Linked DNA regions of Capra hircus: region 1 is linked to region 2. Evidence: chromatin contacts called from public Hi-C data. All regions are on one chromosome and are shown on one strand. Each heading gives the region's core, a stretch centred on a gene start, on an enhancer-like site or on the middle of the called end of the contact. The rest is flanking DNA. Distances are from core to core; before and after follow the strand shown. Region 1 overlaps HRH2 (histamine H2 receptor). Region 2 overlaps SFXN1 (sideroflexin-1).

Region 1 (5,992 bases), core at 383-2,882, 160 kb before region 2:
ATTATCTAGAGACTGCCTTGTTCTGCCACTTTCATCTTCCCCAAGGACCCCTTAACACACTTTGTCTTCTCTGCTCTGAAATATATGAAAATCCATTTCAGGCAGATCAGCTCCTGTAAGCTTTGATTGTGATGACTCAAATGATTCCTTCTCTGTTTCCTGTGGGAATTCATCAAGGTATGTCTTGGTGTGTCTTTCTGCAAGGCCCCCCAGGGTTCAGGATTCCACAGCCTCCTCCTTCCACCCCAGGAAACGCTCCTCACTGCTGATACCGCTTTTCCAACAGTGACCTGGACTCTGGTCAGCTCCCGCCCTCCCTTTTCCAAGCCCTTTCATGAGTGCCTTTGGGAATCATTTCTTGCACATAATCCTTGACCTGGTTTTTCACTAGCGCTTCACTTACTCTCCACTGCAGAAGACTTCTTTGATTCACAGGTTTTCCATTTTAAAGATGTCTTTCTCTCCCGCCTAACAAAGGCATCGCTGAATCTGGCAATTTCAGAAATATTCCCTTCTGCAAACACTGATCGAGGGCCTACCACATACCTGGCTCACCAGGTGAGACAGATGAAGCTCTGAACTTCTGACCAGCCTGTCCTTCATTTCCAACACGATGTTTCAAGACAAGGCCTCTTTTGCTGAGGACTCTTTTACCTTTCAAGGCAATTTCTCAGTTGGCTTCTACCCCAACATTTTATCATAATCCTTTTTCTAAATCAAGACACACTGTATGATGAAGTTTGGGGAGTATTTCCTCACCAGGAAGTTAAAAAATAAAACCACAAGGCAGCATCTGTTTTGATAGCTTTATTGGAACATCCTGATGAAATGTGGATTTGGGGGCGCAGTGCAGATGCTTCTCCTCTGGGCAGCGCACGCCCCACTTCTGCAGCCAGCAAGGGATGCGGGGGGTCTCCAGGAGGGCGGGCAGCTCAGAGGATGGTCCGCAGTGGCAGGCGGCGCGTAGGCACCCTGACGTCAGCCCCGACCAGCTGAGTCTGTGATCAGCCAGACCCGTCTGATGCTCCATCTACTTGGGCCGTGACATAGAGACCCACCTGTCTCAGGTTCCTGGGAAAACTTCCAAGAGAGGGATTCTGAGATTTCCAGAGGAATCCAGCCCACAGATTGAGCATCTCTGGAGAACCCTGGGGCAAATCGTGCCTTCAGGTGTATCGGCAGAGAAATTGCTTAAAGCTCCCACTACGTGGGCCAAACAGTCTCCGAGGAGCTAGACACACAATGGTCAACAGAAACAGGCAGGGCTCACTGACACACAAGGGCCAGGGGGCCACACAGGCATGGCAGGCAGGCCCATGGCTTCCGAGGACAGTTCCAGGGGTGTGGGTGGGAGGCCAGACCCAATAGGGACAGTCAAGGAAGGCTCTGGAAGACTCCCTGAAAAGCGATATTTCAGCTGAGATCCCGTGGCTGAAAGGACAAGAGCAGCTTTTCAAGTGATGGAAACAGCTCTGTGCCAGGTGTAGCTGGAAGGAGCAGTGAGATAAATAAACCCAAAGGAGAAGGCCGGTGGGGCTGGGGTGAAGAGGTAAAAGAGAGAGTCGGGGGAAGGAGGAGGCTGGAGGGCACACCAGGGCCCACCGCGCGGGGCCTGTGGGCTGGCTTTCTCCGCGCGGTTGCGTTTTGCACAGCCCACTCCGGCTGGAGGAGGGGAGGGGTGGGCCAGTGGGGAATGCAGGAAGCTTTCCCGTTTTCCTGATGGAGGGGATGGCAGCGGGACCAAGTGAGGGCCGGGCAGGTGAGAGAACCAGGTGGAAACACGCGGGAGCTAAGTCCATCCAGAGCGTGGAGCCTGAGGAGCCAGGAGGAGGGTGGGGCCAAGACGGACCTTTGAGGCCAATGGTCAGATTTCTATCTGAGGAGGGGGATTCTGGAGCAGGAGCAGATGCAGGGCAAAGGTCAAGGTGCAGAGGCCGACATGCTCCAGGTGAGGCTGAGAAACAGCGAGAGGGGAACCTGGAAGGTACACGTCTGTGAGGAATTTTCGAGCTAAGCCTCCTGGTAGCTTCGGCAGTGCTGATGGGGCCACAGAGAGTGAGGAACGGCAGTGAGAGGCAAAGGCTCCGGACTGAGCCTTGGGCGATGGCCAGGGTGAAGCCTCGGGAGGGGGACTGAAAAGGCATGAGTGGGTGGGGAGGGGGACCCCAGGAGGGCGTCTTGCAACCAGGGGAAGAGGGGGCTCAGGGAGGGGCAGTGGTCTTGCAGGGAGCCCATGGACACCCTCATCTCCTCCACCTCCTTGGGTCTCTTCAACAACCCTGAAAGTAGGAAAGGGGAGCGGTGCCCCCGGAACAGAGTGAGTAAGGGGCTGCTCCAAGGAGGAGGCCGCCGCAGGTCTCCCCGCCTCCAGCAGAGGGCGCGCCGGGGCCAACTTCCCGACTCGAGCCTGTTGGGTCCCCCTCCCCCAACCTGACCCTCCTTGCTGCCCTTCACGTTTTCCCCAGCAAATCTGCTCCACGCCACTCCTTCTTGATGGAAAGCACCAGAGAGAGTCAGAACTGCAGCATGAAGGGCGCCCCCTCCCCTCCCCACAGGCTCTGGATCGGAGCCTGGCTTCCAGGAGGGTCTGCTGAGTCAAGGAACTACCGAGGCCTCTCTGCAGAGGCAGGGTAGGGTCCCGTCGAAGAGCATGGGCTGGAGGCCCGGATTTCTACCCATCCTCCTGTTCATCTGTTTGTTCCCTCCTTCCACAGCGATTCTCAAGCGTCCTGCGCGAGACGCACCTTCTAGCTGAGCGGCCCCACACTTCTCTGAGCCTGTCTCCACCCCTGATCCCTGGCGCGCGTACTAAGGACGACGTGAGCCGACGCAGGGGAAGTACCGGGCACACAGAAGGTGTTCACTAAAGACGGACGTCCTTCCCTTCCCTACCCTTCCCTCCCTGCATCCCACAGGGCGCTGGGATGGCAACACCCTCTGCGGTGCCCAGACGGCACCCGTGTTTCTGCACACACACACAGGTCCTCAGCAGTCCCGCCGTCTCTGCTGGTGACTCAGGGCCAGCACCAACGCGAGCTTTGAACCCGTGGGATTCGGCAGACCTGGACCCAGGGGAGTCCCAGCGCAGGGCGGGCCAGCTCCATTTCAGCCGAGGACCCCAGCACCCACCTGCCGTGTGCTCTGGGAGTCCCCAGACTGGAGCCAGGGTGTGTTCTCTGTGGTTTGTGGGGCTTTGGGGTCCTTAGTGGCTCCGGGAGTCAAATCATGGTGCTGGGGAGCAGTTATCTTCAGCATCCTGGGGCCGGGTCTAGCCGTCTTGGAGGGCAGCGTCCTCACCGATTCCTGGGCAGGTGTTGTTGGCGGCTCCTCTGACAGTGGCGCCCCTGGCTGCTCCTCCCAGGGGCCTCCCCCGTGTCTCTGGAGGAACCTAAGCGCCCAAAGGCTCTTGCAGCAGCTGAGAAGGTTGCTGGAGCACGCAGCGCGGGACCGTGCTGGATTCCTGGGGGCATACAAGCACAGGGCGGGTTGAAGTGAGCTCCACAGCAAGGCCAGTGGGCCAGACCTGGCCTCTGGCCTTTGCTTCTTCTCAGCTGGGCCCTGGGGAGGGTGGGGTGAGATGGGACAGAATTCGGGGTGGGGGAGTGGTGGGACCTCCCACGTCAACAGGGCTTCCAACACGGGGGAATATTCAGGAGACTGGCTTTCAACTCCCAACTTGGCTTCTAAGATGCTGTGTACCCTTGGTCAAGTTAGAGTTATAAAATATGTCTCCAAGTATCCCATACATTGCCTGGCTCATAGTTTGAACCCAATGAATGTTTGCTCTTTCTGTGTCTGAATGAAATGATTCCTGAACACCTACATCCTGTTTTGCATGAGTCGGGGGGAAGGCTGGGAGAGGACACAAAGACTTGTTTAGCCTTGCATTAAAACCGGTTGTGAATACGTCTGCCTCCCCATTAGAACGTGTGGTCGCTGGAGGAAAGGCGCTTGCCTTTCAAACTCCTACTGAGCAGCCAGCACATAGTAGGTCCTCAGTTAATATCTGCTGAGTCAAGCTGATTGAAGTTCCCTGAAGGAAAGTTAGCCAAACACTCCGGAAGAAAGGTTGTAACAAGTGTTTGATGTACATTTTCAGAAAGGATGTCCCCCACATCCAGGGATACAAAAGTCCCTTGCCTGTTGCATGCTAGTGTGGAAGGCTGACCTGCCTTTTCCTTCCACTATGTTCAGTGAGTAAGAATTCCTGTATCGTTTTTATCTAGAGCCTTCTGAGGTCAAGAGAGAACGGCTCCACACGGCGGGCCTGTTTTTCAGCACCCAGCATGCAGGTCTCGCTTTATAGCCCGGAGCGAGGGCAGGCTCGGAGCTTTAATCAGGCAGTGAAATCTGGACAGACTAGGGGGGCATTTTCTTGTGTCACTGTTTCTGCGTGCACAAGCACTTCCATTTTCCACAAGTGATACTGGATTTCCGTTTATGGCGATAATATAAAGTCCTATCAATTTATTTTGGTGAAAACAGCCAGGGGTGTGGAGATCTTAGGTGCACGTAATACAGTTGGGAGAGGACCGTGGGCTGCACAGGGAAGGGGATCTGCCAGTAGCTGTGGTTCTGGGGGTGTCCTTGCAAGTCCTGGCCCACCCTGGCTCACCCGTGGCCCCTGGAGACTCTGCCTAGGTTTCTGCAGCTCCAGGGCAGGCAAAATCTGGCTGCAGCTCTGTCTAAGGCAGCGGCTGCCACCTAGCTTCGTGCTTCCCTGCCTAGGCTGCTGGAGCAGTGGCTTTCCGCATCCAGCGTCAAGCTGGGAGCTAGCCTTCGCTTGGTGCTGAGATCAGGTCCTCTCTGAATGTCTTACAGAAGCTTGTGCCTGGTCTCAGCTCTAGCCATGATCTGTTAAGGGATTCTGGCCACCAGAGGAAGCAAACTCACTGCCTTCCCCAGAGAGAGAAAGAAGAGCACCATCGCTCCTCTTAGGGTCCTTCAGAGTGGCGCTGTGATATGGCTGTGACTCTGTAAGATGTTGTGGACAGGGACACAGCTGACACCTGAGCCTCCCTCAGCGCCTGGCGTGTCCCGGCTCAGCCAGTGCTGGAGGCCTCACCTGGCCCAGCCTCTCGCCACGGGTCTGGCCAGCCCCACCCTCACCTGCACGTCAAGGTCACATCCCTGGCATTTCAGAGGCTCCAGTTCTCCATGCCAGCAGGGTACATATTTGACCAAGCAGGCAGGGATCTAACCTTGGATTAACATACCAGATGGAGCCTGAAGTGTGATAAAATGACTTTCACTGAGATTAGTAAAATTATGGAAGGCAGGATAGCTCTAGGCTATGAAACTACCTCCCATCTCTGAAAAGGCTTAAAAATCCCTTAAAATAATGTGATTGTGAAGTATCACATGTTCATAGTAAAAGATTCAGAACATAGAGACTAGTAAGAAGAGGAAAATAAACATCTCAAATAACTCCTCTACTCAGATAGATCTTTTTGCTACATGGTGATTCTGCCCTTAAATATTTTTAAATAAAATACATCAAAGAGATTATATAAAAAACACATATGTGTGGCTTAAAATATTAAAATGCATGCCAGCGTAACCACCTCTCAGGTTAAGTGGCAGAATTTACCAGCCTCTGACTTGTTTCAGCAAACCTATATGTATTGGTAAATAATACTTTGTGTTGTTCCACCAGCATTTCACTTTTATATAAATGGAGTCGTGGTTTAGGGGTTTTTTGTTTTGTTTTGGTTTTAATGTACTACCTTTTTTTAAAGTGGTTGTTTAACATTATCTTTTGGGGACTGTGCTGTGTTCACATGTGGACCTGCAGATCATTTTCACTGCCATAAGGTACCCCAGCATGGGAAGATACTCTAGTCTATTTATCTGTTCCCCTTTTGATGGGCATCTGAGTTGTTTCTCATTTTTATGATCTTCCCTCGCAGACGTCTTTTTCAATTTACACTCTGCTGGTCTCATTAAATGAACAGGAGAGTTTCCTCCTTTCTCCCCTCTGAAGAGTCTGAGC
Region 2 (6,514 bases), core at 168-2,667:
CCCAAACCCACATCCCAAAGACACCCCCCCACACCCCGCCCGGCCCCTCTCAGACTTGAAAGCTACTGCCCACAGCTGGTCCAGGCAGCTTTCTGTCCAAGCTTCCCCTCTTCCTCCCTCCATTTTTATTGTCAGGCTCTACTTAGCCTGGGGTTTCTTTGTTTTTGTTTTCCCCGTTGTCCGGATTTTGCCTTGCAAAGGAGCTCCGGGAAGCGGGAGCAAAATTCCATCTCAGCTTCTTTTTCAGTAACAGCACCCTCTTCCTCCTCCTCAGGTCACCATCGCTGGATTTACAGATGTGAGTCACCCTGCTGGTGAGAAGGCTGCTGGAAGAAAACTTTTTCTTTCTTTCCCATTTCAGCCGTCTGCACCCACGCCGCCCAGCCGGAAAGCTGCACAGCCCCTTCTCTTGCTGCACCTGAAATGGTTCCATGGGGGGGAAAGGGTTCCCAGCAGCACCCCCTCCTACCTTCTGGACTGAAATTATTATTCAGAGTTTGGCATCCTTTGGAATTTCAATAGAATCTCCATCTTCAACTCTATTTTTAGCTTTTTCTTATCAAAAGCACTGTTCTCTCCCGCTACCATTTTTCTTGGAGACTGCACATGATTAAAATACATTTTCATTATAAACGGGAATAAGACGAAAGAACTTGTTCTTGATTGCAATCACACAGGATGAAATGATTTCCTGGTCCCTAGAAACTAGCTGGGATGACTCCCCTGGACTAGCCATGCTCGCTGAGCTGCCTCGGGACACACTGTAAATTCCGGCCTGCTGGTCTCTTTTCTATTTGCTTTCCTGCAGAGAGATAAAAGGACAGGGGAAGGAAAGTCATGACTTCAGGCTCTCCATTTATCCATCTTAAGCTTCACAGCAAGACCGTAACGTAGGTTTTATTGTCTCCATTTTACAGATGAGAGTACTGAGGCTCAGAGAGGGGATCTGGCTGACGCTACACAGACGAAAGCAGTGAGTGGCCGAGTGAGGGTGTGGCTGCTGTCCCTCCCCTGGACAAACACTGCAGAGGGCCTGCCTGCTCTCAGGAGGAAGCCGGCACTCCGTCACTGGGTACTGAAGGGCCCTCACAATCCTGAGATACTGGCGGCATATCCCCCCAAAGTTCCCTCCCTTGCACACACCATTCAGCCACACTTTCCCGAGCTTCCAGGTCTTTTCATGGTAAGGTGAAGCCTTTCCTGCAGGAGAAGCCCCGTTTTCTTCCCGCCCCTTTTCTCCTCCCAGTGAAAAATCTGTACTCCCCTTCCCAGAATCAGCTGAGATACCATTCCTTAAAGCCCTCCCGCCTCCCAGCTCCCCTCTCCAAGCTGGCTTCAGGGCTCCTCGTCCAGGACCAGGTGCGATGGCCCGAGGGCAGGGACAGACTCCGGCCCCCAGTGGTTCTGGGCTCAGCTCTGACTCCTCCCGTCGGGAATCAGGCGCTCGGCACAATAAGCCCCAGGGGATGACTCCATTCCCGCTTGTCTCCGCATCTTCCCAGCTTCCTGTTGCCTGAGAGAGCACGTCCCTTCTCGTAGTTTCCTGCATCATCCTCCCGACCTGGCCTCGGAAATCCAGAGATGCGCGTTTCCAGGCCGCGGTTTGCGGCCTCGCGTCCTCTGCCGGCCGTTCTGGGGATCGGCGGGTTCCAACCGCGCGATCTTGCAGGCTATGCTGCCCCCTGGCGGCGTCTCTCGGCGCTGCGGCTCTCTCGGGTCTGGAGCGCTGAAACCACAGGTTCAGGTGGGGCTCAGAAGGCAGATTTTGTTTCCTTTATTTCTAGCCGGGAGCTGGAATCCAGGGGAGGGTGGATGACTGGCTCGGTAATCCCAGGGCTTGGGAGCTGAGAGGCACCCTCTTCTGAGTCTGTGCTGAGGCCACTGAACGGCCCGAACTTGACATCTTTCTGATTTTATCAATAGAACCAATGTAGGAGCATTCCAGAAAGTTGGAGAAACAGAAAATTGGAAAGAAAATAATTACCCTGTCAATCCATAGACACCAACTTTTAACCACTGTGGTACATATCTTTCTAATATATCTTTTCATACATATCAATGCATTTTTATTACAAAACTGGGTCTATAACCTATAGTTGTCTTTCTTGTTTTTTAAAGTATTGAGCATGTCTTGAGTTTAGAAGCAGAAGAAAAACTGGAAAATTAGAAAATTGTACATTACTTAAATTTACGTTACTTAAAATTGCACTATCCAGAGAAAGCATTTCTTTCCAAATTACTTTATATTTGTGAAACTCAATTATTATTTCTTTTGCAAAAATCCAATTTAGAAGGAAAATTTACTTTATACTTTGGATTACCCGATAATGACATACACTTTTTTTTCCTACCTGGCAGTTTCTGTAAACATTCTCCAACCTCCCCCTCCCTTCACCTTCCTGGACCATTGCATTCATAAGGCTCCCAGGAGTAGCCAGGCCTCCTGTGAATCTGAGTGTATTCACCTGGGGGATTGATTCTTAGAAGTGAAATTGCATTAAGGAGGGTGTGTGTTTTTATAAGCTTTGATAAATACAGCCAAGCTATCTTACAGGAAAATTTGGATGCCCACCAGCGATCCTGAGAGTGCTTGTTTCCCAGCAGGATCGCCAACGATGCTGTCAGACTTCTGGCCCTGGGGACCATATAAATTCAGCTACACTGTGCTGAGTGTGCACTGTGCCAGACACCAGGCACAGTGCTGTCCATTTACTTTATTTTTTATCTTCTGTCTGTGCTGCAAGGCATGTAGGATCTTAGTCCCCTGGCTAGGGATCAAACCCACGCCCTTGCATTGGAAGCACAGTCCTAACCAGAGAGGTCCCAGGGCTGTCTGTCTGTTAATTCTCATTGAATCCTCCCAATATGTCAACGAGGGAAGCAACTTCACTTTGCAGATGAGGAAACAGGGTCAGAGCGCTTAGGCTTCCTCGGTCCTAGAGCAGAGCTGGGTCTCTAGCGTTCATCCCAACATCCTCCTGACGGTGCTCAAGTTTGAATGGGCTGTCATAGCACTCAGAGGGCTCGGTGGCAGTCCCCTTAGTGTCTGACTCAGCACAATAGAAAGGGCCCGAGAACATGCAGGTCTGGCGACGCCGAGGCTGCTGGCCCAGGGACCATCCCTTGAGAATCACTGGTCGCCTTACTCTAATTAGGAATTCCATCTGGAAATGACCTGTGGACCTGCCTTTCACTTTGGCTCGGAGCTTATTTGAATTTGCATGCTCTACAAACCTTGTGGGGGTGTATGTGGGAACGTGAGTACATCTTTTACAGTCCTTTGAATTCACCACGTTTGGTTTGTGCTAAGTGATTTCACCTCTTCAAGACAGTTTCTCTACCTTTTTAATGGAGATGGTGCTTACAGGAATCTCTTGGGGGTATTACAAGGAGTAATGTATGCAGGAAAAAAAAAAACCAAAACATGCTGAAGATTGTGATTTACTGCACCAAAGCTAGTTCTCATCATGCCTGTTGATGGAAAAGCTGGGAAGCACAGTGGCAGACACTCGGGTTTGACAGGCCTGGACTGAGGGGGCAGTTTGGCCCCCACGTGATGTTAGACGAAGCAGCCCTCTTCTCTGAGCCTCATTCCTTCTCTTGAAGACTGGGCATATCACGGGCTCCCCAAGGGTTCAACAAGCCCTCTGTGGATTGTCTTGTGTGCTCCTTTGGCGCCGGAAGCTCCAGGGGCAGTGGGGTCCTCAGTGACAGCTGGGTTGGCTCAGGAACAATGGCTACAACCTGGATGGTCCCAGCCATCTTGCCTCTTGATTCCCAGGGGTAACGTTCACTTCCAGTTCTGTTCCTAGAAACCTTCAGATTCCTTGTTCTTTCCACATCCTGGGGATGACATGTGAGGACCCTTCCTCAGATTCCTGGAAAGAACCCGAATTCCAGGATGAACCGGATAATCAGGGGTTGCCTGGGGCCATGGGTTTCAGGTGATGGAGCTGTGGCCGTGGACAAGGCAGAAATCGCAAGTGTGTTGATCGTGTCCCTAAGACTGTCAGCACTGAGGCTGCAAGCTTCCTTGGAGTCTGGTGAGGGGTGGGTGCACACATTCAGAGTATCTGAAGTCGACCTGAAACTGACTGAGGGAAACTTGGGTCTCTGGGAGCAGCAGGCATGTGGCACAGCAGACCTTCTCCAGCTGTGATGTGTGTAAGAATCTTGGGGCTCCTGTTTCTGCAGACGCTGAGGCCCAAGCACTTGCGTTTCTAACAAACTTGGATGTTGCTGGGCTATCTGGGCCACACTTTGAATCTCTAGAGTTTAAGCGATCCTTGTATCACTGCTACCAAATATAACCTTTTCTTTGGCTTTCAGTGAAATTCTAAATGCATGAGAACACACAAATTCTGAAAAACTAATTTCATTAGAGCATTCCAGCTATAGCTTTGGGTGTCAGACCCTGGCTGCCACTGTAGTTTTCAAGCGACCGGGAACAGTCTTGAGCTCGTACTATCGAAGCCCCAGCTTTCTCATCTATGTGCAGAAACTCTCCCTACCTCTGTCTCATTTAGGCAAACCCTTGTTAGGGACTTCAAAAGCATGGATTCAAGTGTCTCCCTGTGACCATTTTAATCTGCTATTTTTAGTGAGGTTGTGGGTTGTCTCTGGGGAGGTTGCTGGGATTCTGAAATCTTACCAGTATATTGATACACTGGCATTTTGAATGCACTTCCAGTGTCTTTAAACAAATCTACGATGAACAATCATCCGTTGAGTGTGCCTGGCGATATGCGGAGCGCTGTACTGGAGTTATCTTGTTTACAACAGCTCTATGAGGCAGATCCAATTGGTCTGTCCAATCGATCCAAACCAATAAAACTGATGGGCACGAAGAATGCCAGCAGCCTGAATACATGTATTTTCCCAGTAGGTGCAATCAAGGCTGTACTGGCTGTGTCTCACCCCTAGAATATATCTCGAGCATATCTCCATGGTTTAAGTGAGGAACAGAGCTCCAGCAGTCAAACAGGTGCAGAGACGTGACCAAGGAGAGCAGAATGCTCAGCTCTCTATCGCGTCTGTCAAAAGGCCCTCCCCAGATCCTGGGTTAGATGCATGTTTTCTCTGTGAACTATGGAAATCGCGAGTTCCATGTTAGATTCTGATGAACAATATAAAAGCGAATTGACCTCAGCATCACATGCAAGGGTGTTAGTCACCAAGGCCAAAGGCAGAATCTCATTCCCCCGTGTCAGAATGAATGTTCCTGGAATTTACACTGTGGGGCTCGTGGTGGGTGCCGGGTGCCTCTATGCTCTTCAAAAACGTGGAAAATTGGTAGCCAAAACTAGAAATGTATTACCTGATTAATATAGGAGTTACCTAGATATTAAGACGGTACCTAGATATTAAGTTTGAATGGAAGGTACCATTGACTTTAACATAAAAACTGCTTTGTCCTTTACATACAAATAAAAAAGAGGATTTATTTTCATTCTGAGTTTATTTAACATTTCATCCAGTTGAAATGAAATAATACATGGACTCCAACACTGGCTAGACACTGTGCTAATACTGAAATAAAAGCTGCCAGTCATTCACACTTATAATTCATTATGTTACCCAAAATATTAATAACTATTTACCTTTATAAGCTTATTGCACTTCATGTCAACTTTTCTCCAGAAAAGGTATTCCTAAGAGATCAGCAAAGACTGCCAACCTTGGTTCATTTTGTTCCTTTTGATAAACCATGATTCAACTTTACAGTTCATATTTCTCTATAGAAGCATCAAAAATCAGAAGCTTCAGCAGATAACGTTTAAAAAGACACATCTCCAGGCTCGTTCCCTTTTGTCACGAGGCTCTGGTTCTCTCATCCTGGTATGTATTAAACATTTGGTCAGTTCATCAACCTTTCAACCAGCCATCCATTTTTAAATGAAGGTCAAGACTAACATGGAAATGCCAATGATCCGGGGCCAAGAATTCTGAGGTTAGCTGGAGGCAGGGGTGGGGGGGTGGAGGCTCCAAGGCCTTGAGTGTGAAATTGCTAGTGACTCAGTGTCCGGCTCTTTGGGACCCCATGCACTGCAGCCCGCCAGGCTCCTCCGTCCATGGGATTCTCCAGGCAAGAGTACTGGAGCGGGTTGCCATTGCCTTCTCCAGGGGATCTTCCTGAGCCAGGGATCGATCCCAGGTCTCCCGCATTGCAGACTCTTTGCCATCTGAGCCGCTGGGGAAACCCTTCAAGTTGCCTTAGTTTCTTGTTAAAAGTGCCCTTTAAGCACCTTGGGGAGCTCTGCCTCAAATTTCTAGCTTTCACCAATTTTCAAAGAGAAGCAAAGATGGCAACAAAAGACGTCCAAGGTCAGAATGTCACGGGGAAGCTCTTTTGCTTCAAATGGCTTAAGACAGAAAGCCTGCCTGAGAAAGCTCTGGCAGCAAAAGGAGGGCCCAGAGTAGCCCAGCTTCGGGCCCACTCACTGTTTCAGAGAAAAGAGAGGCACGGACACGAGGCACGCCATCCTGCCTTCAAGAGGAAATTCAGTCTGCTCAC

Evidence for each region. A called contact is a pair of places that touch in the nucleus more often than the background predicts.
Region 1: a contact with region 2 is called in a Hi-C map of blood, with 4 times the contacts expected there. The contact joins two enhancer-like sites. A contact is called at or near these places in 2 of 5 Hi-C or Micro-C datasets (blood and liver).

Annotation. Positions count from the first base shown.
Region 1 is chr10:95,774,116-95,780,107 of ARS1.2, reverse strand. It overlaps HRH2 (histamine H2 receptor), which reads right to left. Exons shown (of 3, transcript XM_018053706.1): 3 at 793-3,460. The coding sequence ends at 3,106. Among named protein-coding and RNA genes, the nearest start is that of HRH2, 47 kb to the right of the region's middle. Within about 2 kb of position 1,632, at least 1 of the 5 cell types and tissues checked has an H3K27ac peak or open chromatin away from gene starts, as enhancers often do.
Region 2 is chr10:95,613,369-95,619,882 of ARS1.2, reverse strand. SFXN1 (sideroflexin-1) reads right to left here. Exons shown (of 11, transcript XM_018053705.1): 11 at 5,440-6,514. Among named protein-coding and RNA genes, the nearest start is that of SFXN1, 58 kb to the right of the region's middle. Within about 2 kb of position 1,417, at least 1 of the 5 cell types and tissues checked has an H3K27ac peak or open chromatin away from gene starts, as enhancers often do.